Linked DNA regions of Gossypium hirsutum: region 2 is linked to region 1. A link is a contact called in public Hi-C data. All regions are on one chromosome and are shown on one strand. The core of a region is the stretch at or near the end of the contact, and the rest is flanking DNA. Distances in the headings are between cores, read along the strand shown.

Region 1 (2,911 bases), core at 272-2,771:
AAGTATGTATTTTATTTTATTTTATTAATTTATTAATTTATTCGTAAATTAAAAAATAATCCTATGATGATGTTTATAAAAACCTTTTAGACTGAAAAAGTAAAATAAAAAATAAATTATAGTTCTAGGTTATTTTCAGACGAATAGAAATATTATTATTTCTTTTTCATATAATGTATTATTATATATAAATAATATAAATGTCTTCCAACAAAAAACTTTAAACAGCTTATGAAAATAATGAAAAAATTTCACTTATAAGGTAAGCATAAAATTAAAAAATATTATTTAAAATTAATCTTTAATTGTATAAGGAATTACTACAAATCCACAATCAAAATATTATACTTTTATTTCAACTGGAACCTAACAACTTATAATATTTATTTATATATATTAACTTCAAGCCCATGAAGATTTGATTAAAACTGCACTCCAACTTTAAATTTTTAATTAAAAACTCATCTCGCTCCAAATAAAATTCTTCTGCCTGCATCCTTCCAATAATTTGTTGCCACGTGGATTAGTAAATTGTGGGCAGAAATTTGTGTGAATTTTATGTCTTGTATTTCCCGTTACCGTTACTTCTCCTGCCCTTCACCGTCTACCTCTCCTTCATAAAACCCATGGATGCTGCTTTGTAGTTTTTGTCTTTCAAAACGTGAAATCTGATTTGGAGAGTTGCCGATGAGAACACCTCTTCGTAATCTTCCTTCATCCTCGTTGGAACTCTTCACCCAATTGTCTTTAGAGCTTTTGCTTTTCTTTCCATTACACTGCTTTAGACCCATTCAAACATTAACAAATTCATGAAGTAATTGTTGTGCTGCCTTGAGATATTTGGAATTAGGAATGGGTTTTGAAAAATGTTCCATGTTTCTTGATTGTTCATCTCTAAAAGAGTTGTTATGCTGCAACCCTCTTCAATAAGTGATGAATTTTATTCTTTGGTTACATATTTAGTTCTTCTCTACTACCACTTGATTTCGAGGAAACATTCCTCTACATGTTTACAAAGTCAAAAACAGTTCTATATTACAGCAGTCTAAGAAATTGATTTTTGCTTAATAAGGAATTCATTTCACAACTTGAAAATTTGATTTAACAATTATAATAAGTTGTGATTTCTCTTCACTTCAATTTTTCTTTCCAGGTTCGGTCTATATTTTTATATTTTCAAATTATTCAAGATTCAATTGTTAACTTTAATGGGTTTTGTGGAAGAGAAATGACGAGGATGATGGAAGGTCAAGAAGAGGTCAGCAGGAACCTCTAGTAACTCTCCAAATCAATTTCACATTCTAAAGAACAACAAAGCCACCTCTATGGGTTTTGTGAAGGAGAAGTAACGGTAACGGGAAATACAATGCATAAAAAAAGTTAATGCAAGTCTCAACCCACAATTTACTAATCCACGTGGTGATAAATTGTTGGAGGGGCACAGAAGAATTTTGTTCCCTCGCTCCATCTCAAATTTGATTTTTATAAGAAAAATCCGCCCCAACAAAATCAGATGGGTTAAAACTTGAAACCTATCAAATTAGGGGGGGTTACGTCGTCCCATGATTAATTTTCTCTATAAAACTTTTTATGACACATATCAGAAAGATTGGCCTAGAGTGGGTTAGAAGCAAGCAACCGATACAAACCAAGTTGCCAGTTGTAAAAAGGTGATTGATCCACCTGGACAATTGAGTCCCTTACAAGAGATGGAACCATTAGTATGATGCCTGCTGAAATAATATTGTAGCATGTAAAAGGTAAAGGTGAAGTGAAGAGAAAGCTAAGAGAATTAGCCATCAATCTATGGAAATGGGGATGTTGTGCTGAATTGGCAGTTAAAGTTACTATCGTATCAGAAGTATTAGTCAAAACCCGTTCACTACTGTAAGAAAAAAGAGTAAGAAAGGACAGTGAGAGAAAGTAGAAAGACATGTTGTAAAACCAAGATAAAATTTTTGACATTTTGGGGTTGTGCTTTGGGATTTCAATATTATATTACTAGTTTGTCTTTCACATTCCTTGCCAAAAACAGTTAAAAACTCATGAAAGTGTAGGACTTTTCAGGTCACCTTCTTCAATCTAAGAAACTTTGTTTTTTGGCTTTAATTTGCTTTGCCCCCACCTTACCACCCCTTTACCTGTTCATGGATCCCAAGGGCTCCAAGCAGCCACCAGCTGAAGTATCCAACTTCTTGAGCTTGCCACCACAACCCCAACAACAGCCTCATCAGAGCATGGGAGAGAACAAAGCAGGTGAAAGCAAGGGTTTCCGGATTGTTGCAAGTAAAGAAGAAGGGAAGAAACAACAGTTGGCTCCGAAGAGAAGTTCTAATAAAGACAGGCACACCAAAGTTGAAGGGAGAGGTAGAAGAATAAGGATGCCTGCTTTATGTGCAGCTAGAATCTTTCAGTTGACCAGAGAATTGGGACACAAATCTGATGGGGAAACCATACAGTGGTTGTTACAACAAGCTGAACCATCAGTAATAGCCGCCACGGGGAGCGGAACCATACCAGCTTCAGCTTTGGCAGCAGCTGGAGGCTCAGTTTCTCATCAGGGGGCCTCTCTATCAGCTGGATTGCACCAAAAGATGGAAGATTTAGGGGGGTCCAGTATAGGGTCTGGAAGCAGTAGGACCAGTTGGGCAACGGTTGGTGCCAACAATTTGGGGAGACCCCATCATGTAGCAACAGGGTTATGGCCCTCAGTCAGTAGTTATGGGTTTCAGACATCATCTGGTCCATCTACAACCAATTTAGGCACTGAAAGTCCTATTTATCTGCAAAAAATCGGGATTCCTGGTTTTGATTTGCCAGCTACTAATATTGGTCAGATGAGCTTCACCTCAATCTTGGGTGCGGCTAACCAGCAGCTCCCTGGTTTGGAACTTGGGTTGTCTCAAGATGG
Region 2 (2,911 bases), core at 162-2,661, 240 kb before region 1:
ACAAAGACAGTGTAGCTGAGCAAAAATTCGATGAAGAAACAAAGTAAATCAAGAGGCATGTGAATTTTGTAACCAATAACACATTTACCGCATGTTGGAGTACAGAGTCTTGTTTTGAATGCAAATAGATGTTATCAAATAGAAAGAAATTTAAGTAATTGCTATTCAAGTATACTCAGTTCAGTTAGTATTAATATTATTATTAATTAAAAATTACATAAATTAAGTGTATTAAAATATGTTTATCTTCTTATTTAAAGTTAAAAAAATTACGAATAATTTTAAATATTTATATAAAAAATTACTAATTCAAAGAAGAATGATAAGAGGTTTGTTTTAATTTTTTTTTAACCAAAGCAAAAATATGCTAAAAGAGGACATTTTAATTATTAAAAGAAGCTTCAAAGCTTCTTGTTGTAAAGCTTGAAACAGCTAAATTACATTACACCATATGTAATGTAGTGCAAATAGCTAATGAGTAACAAGGTCCTTGGAATTGATTGGGAAGTGCCTAAATTTTGGTGTGTACTTTTTCAATTATCTCCTTTTGGTATTCAAATGGGGTTTTTATTAAAATATTATAAAAAATAAAATAAAATATGAAAATAGTATATTTGAAAAATTATGTATTAAAATATAATATTTTAACTATTTTTAATAAAAAATTTTAATATTATGTACTAATTTTTAAAATTTTTGTTTTTGTTTTTTAACATATTATTGTCTTTTTAACAGAAATAATATTATTTTTTTTAACATATTGCTTAAAAAATTCATGGTAATTTTTTTTTAACTTAAATAGAATCGGAAGGAGTTTGGGAGTGTTGGTGCCACCTATGGCATAGGCTTCACTGGTACCACTTATGGCATAAGCTTCACTGGTGCTGCCTCTGCCAGAGGCTTCACCAGTGCAGCTTCTGGCTTGCCCTCCACAGTGTCACATCAATTTTTTATAGCAGATTTTATTTTTTTAAATATAATAGTATTTTTTTAATATTTTTTTGTGTTAGAGTAGGGTAGTACCGCCTATGTACTAGGTGTGACCACCTTAAATGTATCATTTTAATATATAATTTTGAAATATATTATTTTCGTATTTTATTTTATTTATTATAATATTTTAGTAAAAAAAACCCTTAATTGGGAAAAAAGAAAAGCAAAAGCTTTGAAAAGGAAAGGACATGATTAAAACGAATACTAACAAAGAAAGATCCAAACTTATCTCTTGGTGAGAAAAAAAAATAAAAAAAGTCTTTAAAAATTAAATTTGAAAAACCCACAAACAAAGCAAAGATCTTTTCCCATTTAATCAAATTGCTTGAATTCTTGTGAGACTGGTTTTCAAAGAGCGGGGCCTCCCTTTGTCTCCATGATGGGAAGCACATGTGACAAGCCATGCAATCACCAACGTACACATACCAACTCCAACTATAATTATCATCACAACACAAAGAATTGGTCTTCTCCACATCAAAGCAAAGGCTCTATGTAAGTTTTTATAAAGGGAAAGCAGTTGAAAAAGGATTAAATAAATTAATAAAGATATATAAATATATATTCTCATTACTTCAATGATTCATGCCAAACCCATCCTAAAGTTGCTTAATAATCAAGTTTGCAAGATTGATTAAAGGAAAAAAAAAAGGAGAAAAGTAAAGGATATGTATGTCTGTGTTTATGGATATCCCCACTATGGTGACCAAGTATTGCATGGATTGTTCGTCCAATGAAAAGTCAAAGAGTATAGTGTACTTTTAATTAAAGACCATTTCCCAAGTTTTTAATTTCCCATATAAATTGTATGTCATTATCATGGAGTGATTTAAGATAAAAAAAAAATACAAGTTAATCTCCATCATCAGCTATTGTTGTTGATTTTCAATAGTAAAATCGTCTCAATAATCGTGCCAACCTGCCAACTTTTGAATTTCTTAAGTGACAATTCTGTTGGCACCACCGTCAAATCTCTTTAATTTAATTTAAGTTTTTTAAAGATAAAAGTTTTAAGATTTTTATTTAGAGTTTTGAGTATCAGAATTTTATAAAAAATATTAATTATTTTAAAATTTATTAATAATAACTATATAAATTATAAGTGAAAAAAATTACTAAGGGTAAATCTTTAAAAAAAATGAATGGCTGGGATTTAACCATAAGTGTCAAAGTACTTGATAGACCAACCCTAAGTAATATATGTATATATTCAGTTCATTCATATACATATATAGGGATTCATGAAATGAAAATTTTATGCATTGAGCTCTTCGTCCCCATAATGAATTCTATTTTGGTCGATAAGAAACAAAAGTGGTTCGATTTTGTTTAACAAAAAAGGAAATGTAATTTTTAGATTTGATTAATGATAACTGCATGATTTGAACAAACTTGTGAAATACATATTGGAAAAAGAAGGGAAAAAGGAAAGCTGAAGAATTGTAATTTTTGAGTGAGTAGCGCACCAAACTGACAAGAAACATGAAAGACAAGCAATCCCACAGCAAACTGAATTAAATTAAATAAAAAATTGTTTTTAATTTAGGAATTAATTTAATGTAATTAAAAATATCTTTGGGCAATTCTACTCCAATAGCATTTACCATTACACCAAACTTATATATAACTAGTTGAAAATTCCACTCCATATTTGATATTAACTATTGTTACAAGGTTTTTCTTTTATGGGATAACGAGTGAGGCAAGGATAATTTAAGGATTTAAAGATAATTTTTTATCATTTTACTTGAGATTCATTACAACTATCAATGTTTTAATAATAAGAATAATTAAAGCGTAGGTTTTAGATTTTATAAATAAAATTAAGGAGTTGGTAAATATCCTAGAGTTATAATAAAATATTAAAAATAAATATTTAAAAAATATACGTGATATTTTTTAAGATTGTTTATAAAAT

The links. A called contact is a pair of places that touch in the nucleus more often than the background predicts.
Region 2: a Hi-C map of leaf shows a contact between it and region 1, with 1.6 times the contacts expected there. The contact joins the enhancer-like site here to the promoter of LOC107888812 in region 1. A contact is called at or near these places in 2 of 34 Hi-C or Micro-C datasets (both in leaf).

The regions. Positions count from the first base shown.
Region 1 is chrA09:32,494,136-32,497,046 of Gossypium_hirsutum_v2.1, reverse strand. LOC107888812 (transcription factor TCP20) reads left to right here and starts at 1,521. Exons shown (of 2, transcript XM_016813041.2): 1 at 1,521-2,911. The coding sequence starts at 2,148.
Region 2 is chrA09:32,737,216-32,740,126 of Gossypium_hirsutum_v2.1, reverse strand. No RefSeq gene overlaps it. Among protein-coding and RNA genes, the nearest start is that of LOC121206841, 47 kb to the right of the region's middle. Within about 2 kb of position 1,411, at least 4 of the 9 cell types and tissues checked have an H3K27ac peak or open chromatin away from gene starts, as enhancers often do. A contact at or near this core is called in leaf, where this site is marked.